2 separate regions of the Ovis aries genome follow, and region 1 is linked to region 2. The links are chromatin contacts, called in public Hi-C maps. All regions are on one chromosome and are shown on one strand. The core of a region is the stretch at or near the end of the contact, and the rest is flanking DNA. Distances in the headings are between cores, read along the strand shown.

The links. A called contact is a pair of places that touch in the nucleus more often than the background predicts.
Region 1: a contact with region 2 is called in a Hi-C map of muscle, with 5 times the contacts expected there. The contact joins the promoter of TMEM182 here to the enhancer-like site in region 2. A contact is called at or near these places in 5 of 16 Hi-C or Micro-C datasets (hypothalamus, liver, muscle and 2 more).

What each region holds. Positions count from the first base shown.
Region 1 is chr3:99,044,352-99,050,634 of ARS-UI_Ramb_v3.0, reverse strand. TMEM182 (transmembrane protein 182) reads left to right here and starts at 3,926. Exons shown (of 4, transcript XM_042246358.2): 1 at 3,926-4,206; 2 at 4,444-4,543; 3 at 6,198-6,283. The coding sequence starts at 4,075.
Region 2 is chr3:99,005,059-99,011,460 of ARS-UI_Ramb_v3.0, reverse strand. All of the region lies in intron 3 of TMEM182 (transmembrane protein 182), which reads left to right. Among named protein-coding and RNA genes, the nearest start is that of TMEM182, 38 kb to the left of the region's middle. Within about 2 kb of position 1,295, at least 3 of the 54 cell types and tissues checked have an H3K27ac peak or open chromatin away from gene starts, as enhancers often do. A contact at or near this core is called in muscle, where this site is marked.

The DNA.
Region 1 (6,283 bases), core at 2,677-5,176, 37 kb before region 2:
ACAGGGAGGCCTGGCGTGCTGCGATTCATGGGGTCGCAAAGAGTCAGACACAACTGAGCAACTGAACTGATACTATGTACAGGATGAGAATGCTTATAAAAATAATCTCATGAGATTACAGACTGTGGTCCTGTTGTCATAGTGTTGGATGGGGGAGGGAGCAGGGAGGAGGACATACAAGAGACTCAAGAACCACAGCACAAAACAGAAACTTAAAGAGGTCCTTAGAGCCACAGAGACCGGCAGTGACGGTTCATGGGCAGTAAAAATCTGTCTCAGTAGTGATCAAAGGGGAACAATTGATTGTAGGGTCATCATTCAGCCTATTGTCTGTGTCTAGGACTTGGGACCACAAACCTTTATATAGAACCTTTAGGGCCAGGTGTGTTTAGAACTCAGAATTTGGGGGATTTTGAAAAAGTAGCAATATGTGTGTGCTGTACATTACCTGCCACCCCCACCACCACACCCCCGTGGAACCTGGTGAGCACTGTAACCAAACACGTTTGTTCTCGTGCAGTCAAATGTATAAGAACTCACAGTATCGTTTATTTGCATCCTCGTGCCAGTCAGATTTGGTTTGCTAAAAGCTTTTGTTTTTCAGAAATTTTGAATGTTGGAATGGCAGGTAAAGATTGTGGATCTATAACACAATATTCCAGGACAGAAATGAATTTACCCTCAAATCTGCACAGAACCACTTTGGTTTCTGAAAGTTAGACTTCTTTTTTTATTTACACATTTGTTTGCACTTTTGGATGTTAAGCATTGTCATTCCTGTATTTTTTAAGAATAAAGTAAACCAGAATTAATTTTTTTTGTAGAATGTTTAGATAGCTTCAGTAGATATGTTGAGATAATTAAGACTATTGCAATATCAAGATTGGAAACTATGACCTTAAAAAAAATGTTTTGCTCCTTATCACTCACAAACTAAACATGACTTGGGATTTCTGCTAAGTTGTAGTGTGTTTACTGATTAAAAAAAAAAAACACAGTTAAGTAAATAAGAAGACATTTAAACCAGTTAAATAGCTCAGGCTGTGTACTTACATTACAGCCAAGAGTCATAATACAAGTAGATTTTTATTTTACTCTGGTGCTCCATGTATGTCAACCACCATGATAAACACTGAGGATAACGATAACTGAGCTAAAGGAGTTAAGTTTTATGAAATCAGAACTAGTCTCTAGTATTTTTCTCAAATAGTTGCCCATGAATGAATGGTTGAAAACAATTAGATTGGTTAATTAGTAGCTGCTTTGATATACATATACACACTCACACGTGTGTGTGTGTATATATATATACATTTTTATAATGATGCTTATTCACTTTTGGATAAACCAAAAATGGTGAAAAAAATATTAGTTGATGAACCTCTTCCAGAAAGGTGATGTTTTGTGTGTGACAGAGATAAAAATTGAGATGAATTGTAGCAATAACAAAATCCTACACTCTTTTTATACTTATTTTAAAAAATCTAGTTGTTTGTATATATATGTGTGTTTGTGAATGCATATGCTAAAGATTTGGTATTAATGCATAGGTTTTTTATCATAAGCCATTACAATATTAATAAAATAAAGTAAACTTTTCCTATAAAGATTCCTTTTCCTTTCCAAATAACAACATCGTCACCTACAACAAAACTGCATGACCACAACTACTGTTACCTTGGGAGGGGGTGTGGGGTGACCAGAAGCTTATTACTACAACCTCTATGTACCTCATTCCAATGAATCATTTTTTCCCCACTAGCTCATGAACTCCTCATGGTCAGGGCCTGTGTATCTAATAAAATGCCTGGACAGTCACAAGCTCCCAATAAGCACTTCTTGAAGATGCGTTCTTCCTAGCCATCCCCCAAGAAAAACCCCTTAATTTGATCTTACATTGCATTAACTATAGAACAGCATCTTCAATAGTTTCCTACTGCTGCCGTAAAAATGTGACAATACAACGTTAGTGGCTTGAAACAATAAGATTTTCCTCTTCTGCCGTTGCAGAGGTCAGAAATCCCCAAAGTCAAGGTGTTGGTAGGCAGCATTCCTTCTTGAAGGCTCTTGGGGAGAATCTGGTTTTTTGTTTGTTTTTTGTTTTTACCTCTTCCATGCTCTACAAGCTGCCCACATTCCTTGGCTTGTAGCCTCTCTCCTCCGTCTTGAAACTGGCAAGTCTCTAACTCTTTCTGGAGTCACATTTCTTTCTCTGACCACTGTCAGGAAGGATTCTCTACTTTTCTTTTAAGGGTTCATGTGTGTAGATTGGGTCAACCTGTATAATCTAGGTCATTGCTGTGTAAGGTAATGTATTCATAGATTATGTGGTTATGTTTAGGATTAGGGTGTGGACATCTTTGGGAACCCATTATTCTGCCTGTCGGGGGCTTCTCAAGGGGCTCAGTGGTAAAGAATCCACCTAGGAGACACAGGAGACGCAGGTTCGATCCCTGGGCCAGGAAGATGAGTAGAGGAGGAAATGGCTACCTGTTCCAATATTCATGCCTGAAAAATTCCATGGACAAAGGAGCCTGGTGGGCTATAGTCCGTGGGATTGCAAAGAGTCAGACACAACTGAGTGACTGAATGTGCACACAGACACACACACACGCAGACACACACACACACAATTTCGTTTCTAAGGATCCATCCCATGTCAAACAAAAGTGGTGAAGGAAGCTGGCAGAGGTCAGATGCCTCTTCAGAAGATGCAGAAACCCATGTTACAACTGAATACAAAAGACAGTAATCACTAGAGACAGTGAAAGTTTTCAAATATTGCACAAATACTTAAAAAATTCCCTCTGGCATATTTAGACATGGAGTGAAAACAAAGAAATGAGCCAGAGATGCTAGACATGAAGAATGTGTAGACACATTGCTATTCGGTGACTTCTATGGGTGTCAAGTAAGACCCCCTGTTTTAAGGAGGTTGAATATTTAAAATGAAAGAAACAAAAGAAAATGTGGGCTGTATTTTCTTATTTTAATCTAGAAAATAATATACTTTTGAGACTTTTTTCGTGAGTCTACTTTGGGGATGATCATTTGGAATACCTTGTATAGCATCTGGGAACTGCAATTTATGTCATAGCATGTGCTACGTAAAAGTATTTTGTTCTACTTTAAGAGTTTATGTTACCATATTCTTGATCTTTTAAATATACTTATGAATTTCTAGGTTATGAACCTGAACTGTACTTGGTGTTATGTTAGATCAATTGACCCACTATTTTATATTCCAAAAATATCCAAAAAAAACTAATTGCGATCCTCAGAGGACCTCACCAGGCTCCGCTGTCCCTGGGATTCTCCAGTCAAGAACAGTGACTGGAGTGGGTGGCCATTTCCTTCTCCAATGCATGAAAGTGAAAAGTGAAAGTGAAGTCGCTCAGTCCTATCCGACTCTCAGCGACCGCATGGACTGCAGCCTACCAGGCTCCTCCATCCACGGGCTTTTCCAGGCAAGAGTGCTGGAGTGGGGTGCCATTGCCTTCTCCGGTGATTGAACTACTCACGCCTTTCTTCCAGTTAAATCCAAGAGAGGTCTTTGTGGTTCTTTACACCTGTGATTTATCTACCCTTGTAGCGGGTCTTCAGTGTCTCCAGGGTTGTCTCGGTCATTCGGGATCAAGGGGAGCCTGTTCAGACACTTAAGACTTTGGGCCAGTGTGGCCGTGACCTCACACCATTCTGTCATCTTTCCACTCCTCTGGATTGCCCCACAGCAATAAGGATGATTCTGGCCAGTTCCTGATACTACCCCCTCCACCGTCAGGGGAAGGTCAGCTATTTTTTGATCCCCTGGGGAGAGAGGCAACTCCTCAGTCAGTGTCCTAAAATAGCCTGCCATTCTCAGCTGCCGGACTGGAGGCCCTCCAGGGGAACGCAGAGGCAACACGAATCCACTGCCCGTGTGAGTGGGACTCCACTGAAACACCAGCTAAGAGCCGCTTCTCAAGAAGATCCTGCCTGCTCAGAAGTCTTTATTCTTTTTTTTTAACTGAGGATCTGGGTGTCCGCTCTCATTTATTTTCTTATTTTAGTTCAACAGAAACCAGTGAACTGAAAATGAGACTAAATATTGCCATCTTCTTTGGGGCTCTCTTTGGTGCTCTGGGGGTTTTACTCTTTCTGGTGGCTTTTGGATCAGATTACTGGCTTCTCGCGACTGAAGTAGCAAAGTGTTCAGGTGAACAAAATGTGCGTTTCTGCTTCAAAATATTGTTGTACTTGGTGGTAATGAGGATAGCCTCATGTATCTTCTGAGAATCCAAAAATAGGAGTGGAATGTGTACTTCTTCTCAGAAGAGAGATGTAGGAAGCTAATGATCATCATTATTTGGGAAACAATACGTTGCTTAAAAAATTTCCCAGATGTAATTATTCAGATTGTGTTCCTTGTGTTGATACCAGTTACTTCATTTGTGTTCTGTACAGGTAGAAAACGTCACTTTACACCATGAAGGATTCTTCTGGAGATGTTGGTTTAATGGGGTTGTGGAAGAGAATGATTCCAATATCTGGCAGTTCTGGTACAGTAAGTACAATTCAGCCTTATATCCCCCCCACCCCGACCCCTGGCTTGTCAATAAAAAAGAACAGTTTCTTATTTTGGTGCACGTCACTTACAAAACAAGATTGGATTCTTAGCTGTGGAATCTCAATGGGGTATCTTTCAAAGGTTCCTTTCAAAGGTTCCTGATTCTTTTTCAGTAAACAGAATTGGCTATAGAAATAACTATTTTATTTTCTAACATAAAATTGTAGTCCATATTTACGGCAGAATTGGACAATCCACTGTTTCCTTGCTCACATTTAAAATACATCATCCTTAACAAACAAATATTCTCTATAGTGTGTTTTTGGAATGTCTAATTATTGCTATGTTGCAAATAAATGTTTTTATTTTGGGAGCTATGAATCCTTGAAGTCACAAATTTAAAAATTCGGAATTAGAGATGTATTATTTTATAGTAATAGCTTCAAATTTTAAAAAAATCTTTTTTTATAATGGATCAGTTATGAGCAGTGACAGATGAAAGCTTGCTCTATTAAGGCTTAAACCAAGTTTGTGGGCAATATCAAGAAATGCTTTGCTTTTGATGTTTCCATTCTCTCACAGAAACTTTAAAGTTCTTTTTTGAAATAAAATAGCTCCTTAAAAATAGAGTTGCATTCTTTCAACTGTATTTTCTATATTGTTATTAATCTTTGAAAATCAATTCACTGAAAATAGCTAGCCTTTATCTTATTGCATCCAACAATGAAAGAACTGTTTATTACCTTCTGACTTACTGTGGGTTGAAATTATTAGTCTTCTTCTCAAAACTACTCCTGTGATAAATCAAAGTATGGCACTTAAGTCAAGATTATGGAGTATACCGTAAAAATTTGAGATCACAGAAGATAGGCCAATAGTAAATTGGCATATGTTAAAGGAACAAAGTTAAGATGAAATGGCATTTTGAGAGAAATATTTCATAGAGTTTCTGATTGTCATTTGGGGGAGGAGAATAAGCATGTGATCTGCCGATGAAAATTATCTAGGCTTTGGTAAAGTGAAGTAAGTCAGACTTTGCAAGAGGAAGAGTTTGCCAAGACTTAGAGAAGGAAAAAATATTTTACTCCTTAAAGGGTATCTGATGAAATCATCAAGATTTCAAACAACATTAAAGTTCTTTCTCGTGGTTTCTTCAAATACTAAAAATAAACTTTAATCATTAACTTGTATGGTCTATCATCTACATCTTTTCCCTGAAAGTAGAATATAGAAGAAAATTTGCATTAGTTAGAACCAATCATAGTTAGATCTAAATTTATTAGATTTTTAAACAACAACATTGTGTGTGTGTGTGTGTCTGTGTCGGGCATTATGTTGGGAACTGGAGAATACTGTTGTGAAAATGAATGAAATCTGGTGATTTCAACTGTAGGTGATATTAAGGGCATTCTCTCCACTGGATTAGGTCATGAGCTAGACGTTTTAGATGAATCCACTTTCCAGGTCTCCTGTGCTATTCCATGTGAGACTTTTAAGGAAGTTCCTCCCTGTTCAATAATTCTCTGAGCTTGTTGATCTGTAGTTTTATTTTGCTTGTGTACCCCCCACAGCCTGTATTTCTCTTCTACTGGGAACAAATCTTCAGGCAGCCTCTCAGTAACAAATACGTCTGTTTTGCCTTCCTTCCCAGCCAATCAGCCCCTGTGGAAGAACTGCACCCACGCTTACCTGTCACCATACCCCTTCCTGAGAGGCGAGCACAACTCCACCTCCTAC
Region 2 (6,402 bases), core at 46-2,545:
TTTTGCTTTTCCATCTTCTTAAACCTTTCTGCATAAAGGGAATATGAACTAGCAGTAGTCCAATAGTTACATTATGGGCAACATGATTGTTTTAAACTCAGAGATACTGTGATCCTGGGTTTCATCTTATTAGAGAATTGTGTGTGTGTATGTGTGTGTATGCAGTGCTCTTGAAAAATTGTTGGTCATTTTTTTTCCATTCTATAATTTGTTTGAGAAAATTGTGTATCTAAAGAATTAGTTTGGTTGAGGACTTTGAAGAAAGATGAAGCATCTGATTAATATTTGACCAGTAGGTTTTCTCTCTTCAGTGGCTCTCTGGCTGCACTGGGTATGAGGCTGAGGTCCTCTTGGCTCAGGACTTTATGCGAAAGGGAGGAGTTAGTGTGTTCCAGGAGCCGGGTCCTGAAAGCCAGTCAACCAGATAGTTACAAGAAGACTTCAAATCTGACTTTTAATTTCCTTCACAGACCAATTATTTACTGTTTGTGCATGGCCGTTTATTTCCTAAGAACACAAGGAGGTATTCCATTGGATGAGATTTTTTTAAACTACTTTTTTTTTTTTTTAATCAGTTTGGACAGTAAAAGTGATATTCTCAGGAATACCTGAAACTTACTGTCTAGTAGCAATTTCCACCATGAGACACATCTTTTAAAGCAATTATGGGGCTTTAATAAATCATCCATAAGCCTGAGTGTTAGAGACAAATTAAAAAAGTTTTTCAGTTGTCTACTATTTCCACCCCCAGATATTTTAATAGGCAATTAATACTCTCAGAATTGGAAATGGAAACTTACAGACTTTTCTATTCTATAGGGATATTAGGAAAAGGTGCTCTGATCACTGGGTTTTGGGGGCAGCCAGGATTTTTCTGTACTATATTTAACATGGAACCATGCATGTAGTCATTTACTGAGTTAAACTGGATCAAATTTATCAAGCTTTCTAGTGGTTAGAGGTCACGTTTTCAAACGAAGAGTTCTCATTCCAGGGGGCAAGTATTCCAAAACTCCTCCTTTTCAGGGCTTGCTGGTCACTCCAGACCTCGCTGTCTCCCCATGCCAACTCTCCGTGCTGGGCCTGGCAGTCGGGAACAGGTGTGGCCCGGGCCCGCAGTTGCCGGAGCTACTTCATCCACACCACAAACAAGACACTCTCTTTATTTGGACAGACGGCCTTGAGAGGGCGGAACCACATTCCGACTGGGCTTGCTGGTGTGTGCACGCAGGACTCTGGCATCAGCACGCAGAGGACTCTGGCATCAGCACGCAGAGGACTCTGGCATCAGCACGCAGGCCGCGTGGGCACATCCCACGCACGGCCATGGCGTGCTGACGTCACAGCTGTCAGTGTGAGCAGGGGCGGGGTCTGCGGTCTTCCTCGCGCTCTGTCCGCGGCTCGGGCAGAGTCTGAAGGCCCTGTGTCGTCACTTCCCGCTCTGGGCCAGATGCCTCCTCTGGCCGGGCCATGTGTTCGCCATGGAAGTTCAGTTCCGGACCAAGTGCGAGGTGGTCGTTAGGATGCGACAGCCCCCGAGTCTGCTTAAGTGAGCCTCTGCCACACCACTCCAAGGCCTGAAGAGTTGCTGAGCCGCCTTCTCGTGTGAACTCCGTGGGGCAGCTATGGAGGGCTGACTCACGGCTTCTCCGCACCCTGTGATACCCGATATGATGGGAAAGACGTCGGAAGGCGTGGCATTAAAAACCATTTGAACTATGTGGAGAAAATCATTGTGTGGCTGAGTGTTCCTGCTGCTGCTGCTAAGTCACTTCAGTCGTGTCCGACTCTGTGCGACCCCATAGACGGCAGCCCACCAGGCTCCCCCCATCCCTGGGAACGCCGGCCAAAGCGACATCAATGTAGGAATTGCTGTGCATGAGTAAAATCCCGGAGTGTACAGGAAATAATGAGGACAGGGTTTGGGATGTTCTGGGACACTGACATTGGGTGAATTTTATCACCTTATCAGGGTATAAAGAAGGCTGAGTGCCAAAGAATTGATTGTTTTTCATTGTGCTGGAGAAGACTCTTGAGAGTCCAAGGGAGATCAAACCAGTCAATCCTAAAGGAAGTCAGCCCTGAATATTCATTAGAAGGACTGATGCTGAAGCTGAAGCTCCAGTACCTTGGCCACCTGATGCGAAGAGCCAGCCACCTATTTAGATAGGACCCCGATGCTGGGAAAGATTGAGGGCAGGAGAAGAGGGCAGCAGAGGATGAAATGGTTGGATGGCATCATCGACTCAATGGACATGAGTTTGAGCAAACTCCTGGAGATGGGAAGGACAGGGAAGCATGTTGTGTTGCAGTCCAGGGGGTCACAAAGAGTTGGACACAACTCAGTGACTGAACAACAGGGTAGAGAGATTTCTCTTCCGTAATTGAAATCACCTTTTCCTGAATGACAGCCTGGGATTATATTTTTTTCTGCTGGATGTAGAACTCCACAGAGTCTCAGCTGGGTCAAGAGGGCTGGGAAACTTCTGAATCTTGGCTAAATGCCTTGTTAGCATCTCATGTTAGTGAGACTACACGCTCGTCTTGTAAGTAAGAGGAACATCGAAGCCCACACTCCAGGCCCAGGGTATGTTAGCCAAAGGAAAGGACACCTTGGCAGTGCAGTGAGTCCTTTGGAAGGTGATGGAGGCCAAGTTGTGGCCTGAGTCCTGCCCCACTCAGTAACCGCAGGGCACATCCTTTCCTTGTCCAGACAGCTGTTTCACACGCTGCCGTGGCTCACCAGGGATGTGAGCGGAGTGAGTGGGGTGAGCTATACAAACCCTCTGTTACCTGCGGCAGACACCCTGAGCATGTCCTTCTAGTCTGGAGGACAGTGCCTTCTAAGAGGGTAGGGATGGGAGCCCCTTAAAACGGGTCAGGGGGTAAGTAAGTGGATGTGAAGGGAATATGACATTCTTCTACAAGAGGGTAAAACTGACTCAGAAGCACATCGGGTTTGCGGTGTGTTTTCTTATTCCTTTAAAAGGTCAGTGGAATTTGTAGTAGTTCATGGTGAACCGCACTCATTTCTAGAGAAAACACAGATGTGATGGATGCATACTGCAGGAGACGTTTTTTACTTTAATGCCAGAAAAAGTAGCTCATAGAATCCCAGGGACGTATGTCGGGTATTCACTCTCCTTTGGCTGAGACCAAACATGTGGCTCACAGGAGGCTTGGGGATCATGCCCAGCTCCTCACATCTTCCTCCAGATAAAGCCAAATAGTCAGAGCGGAGGAGAGTGTGGAGGAAACAGACCAAGAGCAGGAGGGCTCAGGGAAGAATTGCTGATGGCCTGGAGGCAGGCGTTCTCCACTTACAGGCACACACACCTTTCTGAGTGCCCCTGCCCTCTCCAGTCCCTGTAGTGAGAGACCCAGACTATAAATAGCCGCTGACCCAGGGGCAGCTGAGGGGACCTCCCTGTGAGGGAAACTGGCCTGGAGGGCCTGCAAGGGCTTGCCGGTGGCTTTGCTAACGCTTCTATCTTCTTAGCAGGCAAGAAGTGGGCTTTCAGAGAAAACCAAAAGCATAACTTCTCAGTATGGAACCAAATATGTACCAAAGTACAGGACTTGAGCATTTTATTCAGGGCTCTGGTCTGTTGGAGGTGGGCGGTAGAGGGAAATAGTCATGAATACTAAGTAGGCACTGCTGATCTGTCAGGCGGATGTACTGTTGAAGGAGAATTAGTGTCTTGGATTTTCCGGAAATGCAGGATGGCTGCTCAGCTTTTCCTTGTGCTCAGTCCAGAGTCTCAGGTGTACAGGTCTGCCTTCTAAGTAGGAACAGAGGAACCAGTGACTCTTATGTTTCTAAAAGTACCTGTTTTTGTACACTTGCTTTGCATCTTCAGTTGTCACATTTGGGGATTTGTCTAGGAAAATCATCATGTTGGATTCTGATACTATTCTCATGTGGAATTTCAATGTCCTCAATCTGACTTTTTTTTTAAATTTTTATAAATATCAAGTACCAGAGTGAGTCAACCTTGGCTGGTATTAAATAGGGAAGAGCTTAGAAGAGTTGTTATTTACAGAAGTACTTTAAAGTCATAGTGCTTTTCTTTCTCAGATGCATCTTTGAAAGTTGCTTTTTTCCTCCACATTGCTTCTCAGCTGAGATTCGTGGCACAGACTGTTAGAATCAGACTTGCCCTCTCTTGGTTTTGAATGGGAGTCAACGTGATAGACACAGGGGCACCTCACAGAGGTGGTGGGTTTGCTTCCAGACCCTTCTCTGCTGTAATCCATTAGTGTGCAATACCATTATGTCTGAAAAGCGGTTGGAATAGTGTGAGGACGGCCACGATGTGACGCAGAAACACAAAGTGAGCAAATGGCCTGTGGAAAAACGGCGCTGACAGACTTGCTCGGTGCAGGCTGCCGCAGACCTTAACTTCACTACGAAATGCAGTATCTGAGACGCACAGTCAAGTGAGCAGCAGTAAAATAAGAGCTGCCTGTATGTGGCACTAAAGCAAAGGGACAAGTCCCTGGAAGAGGAGTTCAGAAAGGACGCATCACAGTCAGTTTAACCTCTGAGCCAGGTGACGGCTGCAGAGGGGAGGCGGGTGTGAGGGGGAGAGAGGAGTAACCCCCGCCCCCACCACCCCAGCCTTGGTTGCACCATCCTTGCTGGGGACCATCTGGACTGTGGTCAACTCCTGCCCAGGTGAATCGAGGATGTGAGAAGCCTGCTCAGTAATAGCTTTGGTGAAACGTTTTTGAAAAAAAGCTTTAATTTGAAACTGGGATAAGTAAATGCTCCCCACCCTCTTTTAAAAGATGTGTCTGAGCTGAGAACTAGAGTAACAGGCCTGCAAACGAATGCATTGAATAATTAACCTCCAGCCTGAGGAGTCTTAAACATGTCAGGTGACAAGACTTTCTGGCCTATAAATAGGATCTCTGGTTTGGAGTGAATTCTGCCAAGGTGGACGGGCAGAGTGTGTTTCCATCTGCCTCCTTTTCCTCTTCCAAAGTTCGTGGATTATTAACATCTACTGTTTACTCGGTACTGTGAGGGGTTTAATTTGTTTGCAAATATTCTGTTTCATTCCACACCCTTTCCCCAAACTGTCATTTGCTGGAAAATAACTAGCATTGAGTGGACAAGGCATATTGCTTTCTTCACTAGATTATGTTATGTGTTTTCTGAGGCCTTTTTTCCCTTCACATACACTTTCTTATGTAGAAGAGAAGCACGTGAGGTATAGATTTGTCTGAATAATCAGATCGACACGGGCTGGATTTTCTCAGGAGGAATCTCTGCTTCCTATGACCAAGGGGCTGCTGTGGAGGGGAAGGAGGCTTGCTTGACTGGACAGTGGAAACAGAAAACGTCCTTAATACGACTAAGCACCAGTCTGGATTCACCTGATGCGCTTTCTGAAATATCCCCTAGATGGGGGCTGTGAGGTGACGGGCGCCACCTGGTGGAGGATTCCAGCAAGGCCCGGGCAGACACGTGAAACCACCTTTTCCCTCTCTGCTTCCATGAAGTCTCAGAAAGGAGAAACCAGGGCAAGCTGCTTCTCGTGCCTCTTGGCCCGTCCTGAAATAGTCCTGTCACATGAGAAGCTCTGACGCGTCAGAAGGTTTCAGAGGATGATATTTCTAGCCACAGCAAGAGCGCAGGCCAAAGCTCAGTGTTGGCTATGTGCTCGTCCTGTCTGGGGCATCTTGCTCCTGGAGCGCTTTCCTCTGTTCCTTTCTCTTATTGCCCTCTTCGGTGGGCACTTGTGTCATCTGTATTTTACCAGTGATGAATCAGAGACACAGAGACGTTAGAAACATGCTCAGTGTTGCTCAGCTACTAAAGTTTAAACTTTCTAAGCAGTAAACCTGAACCTGGGTAGACAGATTGCAGCCCTGTGCTCTTCAACCACCAAATACTTCCTGAAACTCAGTTACCACCAGCAGACCCTTCCTTGGCCTTAAATGAAACTGCTTCTCAGATCAAACCCCTCACTACTTATGAGTAGATATGGATATACGTGCACAGTCATTCTCTCTCTATCAATCATTGTTTCACAAGAGGGTACAGAGTATTGAGACTTCCCTGGTTGCCTAGCGGTTATGACTCCATGCTTCCAGTGCAGGAGATGTGGGTTCAATCCCTAGTCAGGAAACTAAGATCCTGCATGCCAAGGGGAATGGCCAAAAAATTAAAAAAAAAAAAAAAAGGAGAGGGAGAGAGAGAAAAAGTACAGAGTATTGAATATAAAGGGTGTTAGTGTCGGAAGTTATCATGCCAATCTGAAAAAGTAGTATTTGAAAAATCTGATAGATAATACCCAATACATAGGCTTCATTGACTAAAGACATTAGACCAGCAAATGACCTTTGTACAAAAAAAGTGCTCTCCAGGTCGTATTGGTGACATTTGTGACAGAA